2 separate regions of the Delphinus delphis genome follow, and region 2 is linked to region 1. Evidence: chromatin contacts called from public Hi-C data. All regions are on one chromosome and are shown on one strand. Each heading gives the region's core, a stretch centred on a gene start, on an enhancer-like site or on the middle of the called end of the contact. The rest is flanking DNA. Distances are from core to core; before and after follow the strand shown.

Region 1 (6,996 bases), core at 2,434-4,933:
TCATTCATTCACCTACTCATTCGTCAGGTCAACCAATATTTATTAATGCTTACTACGTGACAAAGGTTTAATTATGAAGTTCTTGCTCTCAAAGAGCTTACAGGGGAAAACACTGATATGTAACTAGTAGATCATCGTATTTACTATTCATAATTGTCGTGCTTCGACTGGGGAAATCTTGGAGAGCAAATGAGTTTCGAGGTAATAAAATGGACAAAAGTTAGGAAATCCAGATATGAGTCCAAACGGGATTGCCATTGCCTCCGGGGCTTTGTTCATGCTCTGTCTTCTGTCTGGACCCCCTCCCCATTTGCACTTCCTCACTCGCACCTCTTCCCACTCCTATGCTCCCATCCCCACATACATGACGGCTTTCCACTCCAGGTTAATTCTTTCTAATGTCGCTGATGGTGGTGGCGGTTTATTCTTTTAATACCTCCAGGAATCCTTCACTGACCCAACACTGGAACAGGCCTTGTGTTCTTCAAGCTTATTTCCTCTAGGACACAGAGCTGTAATCGCTTTTTTACAAGTTTGTGTCTTCAAAGTATAATTCTCAAAAAATACTTCCATTTATACGTGAAGTTCAAGAACTGGTAAAACTAATCTCTAGTGATAGAATCCAATCAGTGGTTGCCTGGGATGAGGGTGGGGGTTGACTTCAAGAGAGCTGGAAAGGACTTGCTGGGGGTGATGGAAATGTTTTCTATCTTGACTGGGGCGTGTATACATTAGTCAAAACTCATTGAACTACACACGTAAAATAGGTGTATTTTATTTTATGTCGATTTTACATCAAAGAAGTTGAATTTTTTTTTTTAAACTAAGCTAACAGAAAAAAAGAGACAATTAAGTTCAGGAAAACTAAAAGCTATGCCAGAAAGAAAGTGTAATCATAATACAACACATGGTTCAGCTGTGAACTACACTGACAGGTCTATAATAACATAAGCAATGAATATTGTTTTAACCAAAGGGATAGAATTATATGGGGAGAATGGAGGAAAGAGAAACTTTGTGGAGGAGAGGGGTGAGAGGGGTTTACAGAAGAGGGGACAAAGTGGGAATGGAGGCGGTTCTACATAGGAGCTAAATACCCAGATTCCATCATGAAAAGATAGTATATAATTTCAAAATTGAGAAATTCAGAAATAACAGTATAAGCATACTACTCAGATATATCAAGATAAACACCAGGAGGAATAGCTAGAAGAGTTGAAATTGGTTGTTTGAGTCGTAGAATGTGAGGGTGGGAAGGGATGAGATAAGAGATGGAAACTTGTTTGTTTTAAACCCTGTAGTTCTATCTGACTGGCTTGCATGTTTAGTAGTTTGATAAAATTTAAAATTAGATTTTAAAAATATGCATATCCTTTGACCCAACAATTCCACTTTCAGGAAAACATTCTAGGGAAATGTTTAAGTATGTGTAGAAAGATTTAACTTTAAAGTGTTGGGCTTCCCTGGTGGTGCAGTGGTTAAGAATCCACCTGCCAATGCAGGGCACATGGGTTCAAACCCTGGTCTGGGAAGATACCACATGCCGCAGAGCAACTAAGCCCGTGTGCCACAACTACTGAGCTTGCACTCTAGAACTCGCGAGCCACAACTACTGAGCCCATGTGCCACAACTACTGAAGCCCGCGCGCCTAGAGCCTGTGCTCTGCAACAAGAGAAGCCACCTTAAGGAGAGGCCTGTGCACTGCAACGAAGAGTAGCCGCCTCCGCTCGCTACCACTAAAAAGAAAGCCCTCATGCAGCAACGAAGACCCAAGGCAGCCAAAAGTAAATAGATAAATAAATTTATTTTTTTAAAAAAGTGTTATCTCAGGTCCCTAAGACCCAACAAGTGACAACTAATTGAATATATTAGAATAACATAATCATTAAAATTTACATTTGAACATAAAGAACTCCCATACAAAATAGTGAGCACATGTCAAAGATTTATTTAATTCATTCTTTGTTTTTTTAACTTTTTTAAAAAATTAATTTATTTATTTTTGGCTGCGTTGAGTGTTGTTGCTGCACACGGGCTTTCTCTAGTTGTAGCGCAGGGGCTACTCTTCATTGCGGTGGCCTCTCTTGCAGAGCACGGGCTCCAGGCACCCGGGCTTCAGCAGTTGTGGCATGTGGGCTCAGTAGTTGTGGCTTGTGGGCTCTAGAGCGCAGGCTCAGTAGTTGTGGAGCACGGGCTTAGTTGCTCCATGGCTTGTGGGATCTTCCTGGACCAGGGATCGAACCTGCGTCCCCTGCATTGGCAGGTGGATTCTTAACTACTGCACTACCAAGGAAGTCCCTTAACTCGTTTTTGAGAGAACAGCAGGAGGATAAAGATGGGTCAAAGGAAAATATGAGAAACATAATATAGTCACTGGTCAGTGGAACACAGAATGCTGGAATAAGACTGCAAAGTTGAATAAGAAAAAAAATAATGTCCTACAAGGCCATAAAACTGTAAACTTTGAGGTTATCTTTTCTGTCAGACAGAATTCATTTGCATCTATTTGGAAACAAAAATCATTTGCAACTTATCCATTTTTTTTCCCAGAAGTAACTAATTCATTAAAAATTTTTAATTTAATTCACTGTAAATTAATTTTTTAAATTGTAGTAAAATACATATAGCATAAAATTTACCATCTTAACCATTTTTAAGTGTACAGTTCACTAGTGTTAAGTCCGTTCACATGGTTCTGCAAAGAATCCGCTTACATGGTTCTGCAAAGAATCTGAAGAACCCTTTTCATCTTGTAAAACTCTGTACCCACTAGACGACAACTCATCATTCCCCTCTGCTCCCAGCCCCTGCCAACCACCATTCTACTTTCTGTCTCTATAAATTTGACCGCACTAGATAGCTCATATAAGTGAATCAAATAGCTTTTGCTTTTTGCTTATTTCACTTAGCATAATGTCGTCAAAGTTCATCCATGTTGTAACGTGTCAGAATTTCCTTCCTTTTTAAGGCTAATCCCACTGTATGTATATACAACATTTCGCTTATCCATTTATCTGCTGATGGATTTTGGGGTTGCTTCCACCTTTTGGCTATTGTGAATAATACTGCTATGAACGTGGGTGTACAAATATCTCTTCAAGACCCTGCTTTCAATTTTTGGGATATACCCAAGTGAAATTGGTGGAGCAACTTTTCCATCTGACTTTACAGAGTCAGGACCCTAATCAATATTAAATATTAAACCCAATAAAATTTCCTTCCCCTAAAGCATCAGGTGACAAACAAGTGGGCCAGTTAGCCAATATCCTAATATGACTGTGAACGAGCTTGCAGAAATCTTCTTGCCTTATTTCCAAGTTTTGGATAATTTTTCTTCGCTGTCTCCCTCTCTACAAGGGTAGAGGCTCTGTACTGCTGGCCAGTTGATCCCCAGCGACTAGGCCCAGAAGTACTGTTGAATGACTGAGGTATCATGAAAGCCTACATCATTTGGCTGTTGTGAGGATGTCATGAGATGATGCTTGTGAACTGCCTGTCAAAGTCTGGCACATAGTGGCTGCTTAAGACCTAGGAGTAGTCAGTATTATTGTTATGCGGCAGCTGGGGGTGGGGGCCGGTTATGACTCAGAGGAGGGGGCAGCCATGACTCCTGTCATGGAGGGCAACTGTCCCAGATGGGAGACAGGCAGGGCCTTGGGGCCTGGGTGCTTCCAAGCCATAATGCTGGGGGAGCTAATGTCTCTTTTTAGGAATCTCCATGGGACATTTGCTTCCTCAGGCACCATAGGAGCACTGATGGCTTGGCTGATCAGCTATAAGCCAGCCTTGTTTGGGTTCCTATTACTTCTGCTGTTGCTTAGCAACTGGCTGGTCAAGTACGAACTCAAGCCCACGCCCCCAGAGCCCCAGCAGGTGAGCAAGAGGGACCTTAGCTTCAGCTGAGAGTGATGGGATAGTCGCAGCCAGACTGGGGGGTGGGAAGACAGAGAAGGTGTCAGGACAATGCAGCAAGACGAAGGAATCCGACTCTGGTCTAAGACCTTGCTCTGCAGCTCCCTCTTGGGTGATAGAGGACAAAGCACTTCCTTCACAAAGTTTCAGTTGCCTCAGCTGAAGAATAGGGCCCATCCCAGACTCTTGTACTTCATGTTTGATGACAACATGCTTTGACAACAGTAACAACTGCTTTAAAGTGGGAAAAATTAAAATGGATAAATTTAAAAACATGTATAACGTAGATAAATCTCTAAAACTGAATAATGAAGACAGCAGAAATGTACCTAGATTATGACGTCTTTTATGTAAAGTTAAAAAACATGCAAAACAATATCCTGCCTAGTTTATGGATGCCTATGTATAGTGAAAGTACATTAAGGCAGGATTTCTCAGCCTCTGCACGATTGACATTTGGGGCTGGATAAGTCTTTGTGATGAGAGACTCTCCTGTGCAATGCTGAATTTTTGGCAGCATCCCTAGCCTCTACCCACAAGATGCCAGTAGCACTCCTCACGCCTCTTGTGGCAACCAAATATTTCTCCAGACATTGCCAAATGTCCCCAGGGGAGGGCAAAATAGCCTCCCACTGAGAACTGGTGTAAAGTGGTGTAAAGAAATGCATGGAAAAAATAAATACCACATTCAGGATTGCAGTTGAGATAAGGTTCAGGGAGGGAGGGGAACACTCTAGGAGCAGAATCCACAGAGGACTTCAGTTACCGTTGTGATATTTTAGGGATCATGGGTATTTGTTGTAATATTTACTTTTTTTGCATGTCCGAAATATTTAATTCTTAAATGGTTTTAAAGACTAGGAATTTGTAGCTGAATCCTAAAAAAAAAAAAAAATTGTGTCCTTACCAACTGCATGCAGTGGTGGGGGAGGGAGCAGATAAAGATGACAGAGATAAGAGCATTTCATGAGACCACTGAGACTTGGAGATTTTATGAGGCCTGACTAAACTCTCAAAGAGGCATGTTGAGAAAAGCACAAGCTCTGGAGACACATATATTTGGGTTAAGGGTTTTAAGTCCTCCGTGGGTGCAGATTAGCCGGCCGTTTCACTTATTCCTGTGAACCAAAGGCAGCTCTGGATCCTGGGAGTTTGGGGACTTTCATGCAGGCTGGGTGATGCTGAGAAAGGGACCTTCCCTCACTGGGCCCCATTCTCTCACCCACAAGATGTGGCAAAGAGGATCTCCTTAGATGCTGGTCGTGAAATTGATTGAGATGATTGTAACTCAACTGGCATGGGAAAGGATTATCACTATTAACCAACTTTTCCTCTTTTCGTGGTGATGGGGAGTTTAGGAAGAGAAGACAAAGACTTGTGAGGCCAAACCCAAGAGCAACTGCCTGAATACAAAAGAAGTGGAGAGGCTGCACACCTGCTTTGCCCTCCAGGACAAGATCCTTGAACGGCTTATGTTCAGTGAAATGAAGCTGAAGGTCTTAGAAAATCAGATGTGCATTGTATGGAATAGAATGACTCACCACAAGCGGTCAAGCCGACGGTGGACTTTTCCAGCGGGGAAACACAGAATGAGGAGACGGGAATCTATGTTCTCCATCATCTCTGACTGCACTTCCAATCCCCCCTAACGAGGTCCCAGAGACTGTGGTGGGCTAGCCTCTTCTGTTGTTACCTTTCCTCAGTAAAGCCCAGTCAGAGACCATTGAATTTTCTTAGTAAATCACACTGGAGAGGAGGATTAGAGGCTGAAATTCATCGCCTCTTGAAAAGAAGTTTGTGCTCACCAGGTCAGCCACATAGCACCCTATGACACAACCTGATGGGAGCTCTTGAACCCAGCCCTTCCTCTCTTTCAGTTGGACCACCTTGACCCTGGTCCAGGGCCCTCTACCTGTTCACCTTGAGTCTTTCAACAGCCTCCCCAGTGCTGTCCCAGCCTCCAGTCTCCCCCTCCCCCTGCACTCAGAGGCCACAAACAAGCCCTGCCAAGCACAGCTCTGAGCATGATCATTGCCTATTCTTGAGCCAACGCCTTGCCGTGATTGACAGAATAAAAGCCACACTCCTCACCATGGTGTTCAGGCCCCCCATGATCTGACCCCCTTCCCAACCTTTTTCCCCCATTATTCTCCCTCACATGCTTTTTACTCTATACCAGAGTATCCTGAACATCAGCCAGTAGTGTACCACCTTTGTGATTTTTGCCATAGCTGTGAACCACCTGAATGCGTAACTAAATATTGTCCCTTTAAATCAACTATATTTTCCTTAATAAATTTATCTGTAAAGGAAAATAATAATAAAAAATTTATCTGTAAGTTAAAAAAAAAAACCAGTATCATTGTTTGAAATAGAACCTAACAGTCAAAATAAAGACAGTGAAAACAAAACAATGTTGTGAAGTTCCAACCAGAGCTTGGTTGCCCACTTGAAGATCTGAATCTGTAAAATTTGGGTTAAAAAGGGAGATTAGTGAGTGTTAGTGTTTGCAAGATATGCCAGCACTCAGCTGAGACTTTTCTCCATTAAGGAGAATTGAGAAGGAAGCCTCTGCCTCGCTGTGGGATCCAGGGTGGCTTAATGCCTTATTGGTGTCCCACTTAAAATCATCTCTCTTAGCAAAAGTCTCGTGCGCTCTCATCAAATTAGGTGATCAGCCATCCCGCAAATGCAGCCACATCTTTGCTCACATGGTTCCTTCCCCTGGAATCCCTTATCTTCCCCTTTCTGCTGTTACAATTCTTTGCTTCTTTCAAAGCCACCACCTCCGGAAAGCTGCCCTCAGCCCAGCTGTAAAGTGTCTCTTTCCTTAGCGGTATCCCAGCATTTTATCTGTAATTCTACGATAGAATGTATGATGAGCTGCTGGGATTTGGTTTGTAAATGTTTCTATACTCCCTCCCCACTCTCCAACTAGATTATAGACTCTTTGAGGGCAAGCACAGCATCTTTTTTTTTTAAAAATAAATAAATTTATTTATTTTATTTATTTATTTTTGGCTGCATTGGGTCTTTGTTGCTGCACGCAGACTTTCTCTAGTTGTGGTGAGCGGGGGACTGCT
Region 2 (6,996 bases), core at 2,376-4,875, 150 kb before region 1:
AAAAAAAGATTCTTCCTGTTTAAAGGTCTCTCCTACTGGCCTTGCTATGGTTCCTGGGAGTTCTGTTCAGAGTCTTGCCTCTGGCTATACCATTGAAAGTTCAAGTGCAGCTAAGGGCTGGGGAGACGTGAGAAGATGAGAATTGTCTGGGCTGGGGCTTTCCCTGGAATGCCATGAAGAATGAGGTGGAACCTGTAGAATTTTCTATGGCGTATGAACAGTTGGTTCAGATGCCCATTGCTGATACACCTTGTAGCTGTGTCTTCATCCTCTTTCTCCCTCTTAGCATTCAGTAGAGTCTTTTTTGAAAATTCCTGCTACACACACACACACACACACACACACACACAAAGAAACGCAAAATAAAAAGAAGGCATCGTATTTAGTTTTCTGTATTCTCCATTTTGTAATGCATATACTAAGCATATAAATTATAATTATGGGATCCTACTACTTCTGTAATTCTGCAACTTATTCTTACTCTTTTTTTTTTTTAATTTAACAATACCCGGTAGACACCTTTTCTTGCCTATTCATGAAAATCTATTCCATTCCTTTTACCAAATGAGTTTCTTATGGTTGGAACTATTACCTCCAGTCCAGAGGCCAGCACATGAGAGGCCTTACTGGGAGGCCATGTTGGAATAGTCACAGCAGCCACCATATCCTGGCATGAACTAGATGCCAGGCTCTGAACTAAGCTCTTTCACATGTTATTTCATTTGATCCTCACAGCCCCTGAATGGAATAAATACTATTATTATTCACATTTTTCAGATGAGAAACTGAGGTGCAGAGACTTGAAAGCCCAAGGTCACACAACTGGTAAGTAATGGAGCTGAGATTTGAATCCTGATCTGTCCTGTGCCAAAGCTTTTGCTCTGAATGAATGAATAAGTGGCTGATCAGTTCATGGGTCCCAGAGAGAAGGTTCTGTCTTCAGAACCTCCCCTGTATGTCCTGGGTTCTCTCTTCCAAGTGTCTGCAATGCTTGGAATCAGCACATAGCAGGGACTCAGTAAAGGCCCTTTCTTTGCCTGCAGCAATCCTGTGGCCATGCCTTCCTTTCATGGGAAGTTGAATTTTGGAATCTCTTATTCTAGAAATAAGCTGCGATTTGTTAGGGGCTCTTGAGGACCAGCCCAGGCAATTCAGAACAGCCATTTGCCTGTCCCCCCTCGCAGGAAATTAATCAGAACCCCAAAGCCCTTTCCCTCTTCCCACTGGCCAGCACTCTGGAAACACCCAGTGCCTTGCTGCAGTTCTGCTAGAAGACTGCGGAGTCGCCAAGGGCAGTTTAACACAGATCCATCTCTCTGTAAGGAAAACGAGAGGAGAGAGGCACAAGGGAGAACCGGGTCAGCTCTGCTGCAAAGGATGAGAACTTGAAGGTGTCCCCAGCCTGGACGGGTGCTGAGTGACAGAGACACTCTGGGGTATCAGCTGTGACTCTGCAGAATCCACCTGGGGTCTAAAAACTGCAGTTTCTATTCCAGTGGCCATGTTCTGCAGGGCCCCTTTCAGTGAACCTCTTCCTCTCTCAGCACCTCAGTCTTCCACTATGAAATGATTAGATGGATTATCACTAGGGATGCTATCTGGTGTTAGGAACTAGAAATAATATTGATGATAATAATAATAAGAATGAAGGGCTTCCCTGGTGGCTCAGTGGTTAAGAATCCGCCTGCCAATGTAGGGGACATGGGTTCACGCCCTGGTCCGGGAAGTTCCCACATGCCGTGGAGCAACTAAGCCTGTGTGCCACAACTACTGAGCCTGCGCTCTAGAGCCCGTGAGCCACAACTACTGAGCCCACATGCCACGACTACTGAAGCCCATGCGCCTAGAGCCCTTGCTCCGCGGCAAGAGAAGCCACCGCAATGAGAAGCCTGCGTGCCACAAGGAAGAGTAGCCCCTGCTCGCTGCAACTAGAGAAAGCCCGCGCCCAGCAACGAAGACCCAACACAGCCAAAAATAAATAAATAAATAAAATTTAAAAAAAAAGAATGAAAATAAGAATGACAGGTACATTGTGGAAAACTGTGCCTGGTGCTTTCCACACAGTGTCTTATATAATTTTAAACCGAACACCACAAGGACTGTATTAATATGCTCATTTTACAGATGAGGAGAATGAGGCTCAAAGAGAGCTAGTACGGGCCAGAACACGGGTATATAATCCCAGGGTTTTCTGGCATCAGAACCTGAGCTCCACAAACATGTGTGGGCTCTGACCTCAAGGAAGTAAGGAAGTGCTAAGAAACAAAGGGGAGGTCAGTTTGACACAAGTTAAAATGTGTTCATGCCCACATGAGAGTTAACACAATGCCATGGGTATTAAGAGTAGGGAGGGCTTCCCTGGTGGCGCAGTGGTTGAGAGTCTGCCTGCCGATGCAGGGGACACGGGTTCGTGCCTTGGCCCGGGAAGATCCCACATGCCGCGGAGCGGCTGGGCTCGTGAGCCATGGCCGCTGAGCCTGCGCGTCCGGAGGCTGTGCTCCGCAGCGGGAGAGGCCACAACAGTGAGAGGCCCGCGTACCGCAAAAAAAAAAAAAAAAAAAGATAAGGGTAGGGAGAGTAGGGAGAGTCAGCTTCTGGCTGGGAGAAACTAGGAAGAGTTGTAAACTGAGAAGAGACAGCAAGGGAAGAGCATGAGCAATGCGCAGATGTGGGAAAGCAGTGGGTGTGCTAGGGGAAGTTTGGATAAACTTTGTGTGTGTGTGTGTGTGTGTGTGTGTAAAGGTAGGAAGAGATCACACCAGGCCAGGCATTTGGCCTTTATTCCATAGGCAATAAGGAGCTTACACAAGAGATATCTCAAGAGACCAGCTATGCTGCTGCAGTCAAAGAGGAAGCAGCCCTCAGTGCATCTGGGTCTGGGCTTGTGAATGCAACCCTGTGTCAGTATGTGGGAGGGCATCTGAGGGGAGAGTGTCTAGAGCTGTGTTCTGTACCATGCTGGATCTGGGTCTTAGGCTGTCTTCAAAGGACCCCTCTCCCTTCTCTGGGCTCTAGGTACCTTGCACATAGTAGGTCCACAGGAAAATGTCATAGAATTATTGGTGGGCCCTTTGAAATCATCTGGTCATTGCCCCTTCCCATTTTAAAGAAGGCAAAAGGAGGGAACATAGATGGCAAAGGACTTATCTAGGATCACACATGGAATTAATAGCAGAGCTGGAGACTGGAACCCATGCCTCCTGAGTTCAAGCTGAGTTCCTTTTCCACACTTTGCTGAGTAATAGAAATAGTATTTTTTGAGAGATTACTCCATACTAGACCTTGGGCTAAATACCTTTACATGGATTATCTCATTTAATCCCACAATCCCCTGAGGGTGCCCCTTTTGAAAGCAGGACGTCTTGTCTTCCATTTCGATTTTCCACCGCGCGTAGCACAGGACCTGGGCACCTAGCTAATTAGGCGATAAAAACTTGGAAAAGTCCAAGTCCCGGGAAGGGGGAGAAGACAAAGGGGGAGGGACCGTCTATCAGCTCCGCCCCCACAAAGACCCCGCCTTCCAGGACGCTGACGTCACCTTCTGGCTCCGCCCCTCATTGTCAGTCTTGGGAGCCGGAGGAGGCGCCGGCCGCCGGGAGCCGAGCGCCGGAGCCCTTGGCGGGCGGGAGCGCGGGCCGTAGCCGCCGAGGTGAGGAGTCTGTGGGGAGGTGGCGGGAGCGCGGCGCGGGAGGCCGGGCGGGCGGGCGGAGAGAGGAGGGCGCCCGGAGGAGGAGGCCTGCCCCGCCAAGGGGTCGGGGTACCCAGTGGTGACCGGGCAGAACCGGCGGGCGCACCCCGGCGAGGGCTGGGGGGTTGTGGAGTTGAGGTGGGGGTAGAGTTTGAGCGGAATTTCGGAGAAGGAGCTCGGAAAGGGAGATCTTTGGAGAGAGACCTTGAGAATTCTTTTGGAGTTGGAGATTTTTCCTTTGAAGGGGGAGGGAAGGTTTTGAGAGACTTCTTGGTGGGAGCGAGAACCTGAGGAGAAATGTTAGAGGCCAAGAGCTGAGCAGAGGAGAGTTTTAGGGTCGAGTTTGGGAGTTGGGGGGTGGGGAGGCGCGCGGGGCCCGGTGGGGGCGGGGAGCGGTGCGGCCGGGCGGGGGGCCGGGACGCCGGGGAGGGGGCTGCGCGGGGCCCGTGGGCACCCGGGGAGGAAGGAAGTGATCTTACAGGAAGAGCCCGGGAGCTCCCGAGGAGGAGGAGGAGAGGTGGAGAAGGAGGAGGAGGAGGGAGGTTTGGGAGCGCTCAGGCTGGCGTGCGGGCCGGGCTGCGGGGCCCGGTGGCGGGGACGCGGGATGGGCGAGGAGGGGGTCCCGCCGCGGCCGCCGCAGCTGTCCGCCCGCAGCGCCAGCCCGTGTCCCGGCCGATGCTGGTCTCGCAGCCAGACCGCTGGGCCGGGAAGGAATTCGAGGCATTCGCTTTGTTTAAGTTGCCAGTAGACAGTCCTTAGGACTAATTAATGGTGGAATCTGCTGGGGGACGCGGGCGAGCCGGGCCGGGGCCGCCCCCGCCCGCAGCCGCGGTGAACTTTCCGCAGCGCGAGCGGCCCGCCTCCCTGCGCGCCCCCACCCTTGCCCGGGCGGGGAAAGAGCCATGGCTTCCCGGAGCGCTGGAATGAAGTGCGGTTTCTGGGGCCGGTGGCCTCGGGCTGCGAGGGCTGCTGAAGGGAACCCGGCGTCCCGGAGCGGCCGGGCTGGGGGTTCGGAGCCCGCTGTAGAGCTCCCTGGGGTGCCTGCGGTTTCTGTTAATAACCTTGGAGAAGGCTCTGCGAGCCGAGAAAGACCATCTTGCTTTGGAGCATCTGTTTCTTCGTCGCGTCAGTCCCTTTCCTAACACTGCAGAGCTTGTTGTGGCTTGTTTCGGAAATGCCGAGACCAGTGCTCACACTTGAGGGTGGGAGAGGGGAAGAGAATAGGCAGCCCCCACTTCAAAAAAAAAAAAAAAATCCCTGCAGTGTGATCTCCGTAAAGCCCGAGAGACTGCAGATTCACCGTCGCACCTTCACTGACTTGGATGACCTTGGGAAAGGAATTGTGCTTCTAGTGTTTAATCTGTCCATTAAGGAGAAAATACTCTCTGGACCTGCCTGCCTTTTTGGGGGTATTTTGAGAGGTGGGGTTTGTTCAGGGCGTTTTACGGACTGCTGCAGTTCTGGCCTAAGGAGTTGGACTGGTGTCAGAGCCTGGGGAATTCAGATCACCTATTAAGATTTTACTACCTAAGGTTAGGGAGGGAGGTGTTTGGATTTTAGGGGGATGTTTCCCTTCGGAGAATCTGTACGGTGTGTTCCAGACGGCTTTCTGTTACTTTGCGTGCAGCTTTGGCGGCATTCATGTGGTTAAATTGAATAACCCCCATAGAAAAAAATTCTTTTCTTGTTAGAAATAATTGTTTTGCTCAGAATTCCCCTTGGGGCAGATGAAGGTTTTGCTCAATTTACTCAGAAGAATTTTCCAGGTTTCTAAAATTAAATCACTTCTAAACATAGTAACTGAAGTTTGAAAAACTGGAAACGGTGGGATGGGAAGGGAGTTGATCTAGAGTGATGAACAAGGAGCAAATCCAGGTTCATTGTTGTCCTGTGATTACTAATAGGGATTGTGAATTAGCCTTGATTAATAGATATTTTCTTACTCTTAAATAAATAATTTAAGACCAAGAAAGGGAACTAATATTGTTGAGTTGCCTACTCTGTGCCCAGTAATTGTGCTACATGGTATAGATCTCATATAGTCTTCACAACAATGCTGTGAGGTGGTAGTTGGCATCCCTGTTTCACAGATGAGCAAACTGAGGGTGACTTTCCTAAGTGTATGCATACAACTAGTAAGAAGTGGAGCTGGAATTCAAACCGAAGTCTGTTTCTAAGATCCACTCTGCATATTGGGTTGGGAGCCAGGAGGCCTAGTTTCCAGGCCTTTGACTCAGCCACTGGGTCACTATGGTTGCTAAAATGAGTCAATTAAGTCTGTTCCCCAATAATATTACCTTTTCTTCCAGCAATGTTATCAGTAAGCTTTTGATATATTCTAATTTTTTTGATAGAAAGACAGACATATAAGGCTGTGGTAGAGGTATGTTCTGTATGCTTAGGTGCTTAATTTTTTTCTTATGATGGAAGCATTTGTATTACAATAAAGAGCATAGAATTCATTTATGTAATGGAAGATGACGGATAGCTAATGGTCCTTCTGCTGTAGAGGGCATCATTAAGGAGACATTCATAATCAGAAATGGAACCATTTTTCATGGAACATGGCTTTTTGGGACAGTGTTAGTTTATGAGTAGAGCACACACATTTCATACAGGTAGGACCCAAGTAGTCAAGCTGAAAGATTTGGTATAAACTTTGATGCACATGATAGATGCTCAGTAAATATTGCTGGATGAATGAATGCATGCATTCTCTTTAAAAAAATCAGCTTTATTGAGGTATAATTTACATACGATAAGATTCACCAACCTGAAGTGTACAGTTTAATGAGGTTTGACAAATGCATACAGTTATGTGATCACAACTGCCCTCATTTGTTTAAACTGTGTGTTATCTCTTAGGTGTTGGTTAGCAGAGTGATCGTTGGGAATGCTGTGAAGTTTCTATGTTCAGAATCAATACTGGTGAGATCAGAGTGAATACTAGAGAGTCAGTGTGCCAACTTTGTAGGAAACAGGGAAACCTTAGGTATCTAATGGTGAGGTGCATGAGAAGAGTAAGAGAGGTAGAGATGAGGACACTTGTCAGATCAGCAGAAAGATAAATTCGTGAGGAACCGGGTTTTCATTACTTTTTAGGATAGGGGATACACTGTGGGGAAAATAAAAAATTACCCAAAGATTTATTAACAACTTGAATTTCTACTTTTGTTTCTTTTTTGAAATATTATCTCTTGTAATATAAAACTTAACATCTTTGGGGCTTCCCTGGTGGCGCAGTGGTTGAGAGTCCGCCTGCCGATGCAGGGGACATGCGTTCGTGCCCCGGTCCGGGAGGATCCCAC

The links. A called contact is a pair of places that touch in the nucleus more often than the background predicts.
Region 2: a contact with region 1 is called in a Hi-C map of muscle, with 4 times the contacts expected there. The contact joins the promoter of LUZP1 here to the promoter of TEX46 in region 1. A contact is called at or near these places in 2 of 3 Hi-C or Micro-C datasets (lung and muscle).

What each region holds. Positions count from the first base shown.
Region 1 is chr1:17,676,773-17,683,768 of mDelDel1.2, reverse strand. It overlaps TEX46 (testis expressed 46), which reads left to right and starts at 3,683. Exons shown (of 2, transcript XM_059998799.1): 1 at 3,683-3,874; 2 at 5,365-5,562. The coding sequence starts at 3,683. The coding sequence ends at 5,562.
Region 2 is chr1:17,827,829-17,834,824 of mDelDel1.2, reverse strand. It overlaps LUZP1 (leucine zipper protein 1), which reads left to right and starts at 3,625. Exons shown (of 5, transcript XM_060015818.1): 1 at 3,625-3,649. It overlaps LOC132414720 (a long non-coding RNA gene), which reads left to right. Exons shown (of 3, transcript XR_009517020.1): 2 at 778-825; 3 at 1,697-1,976.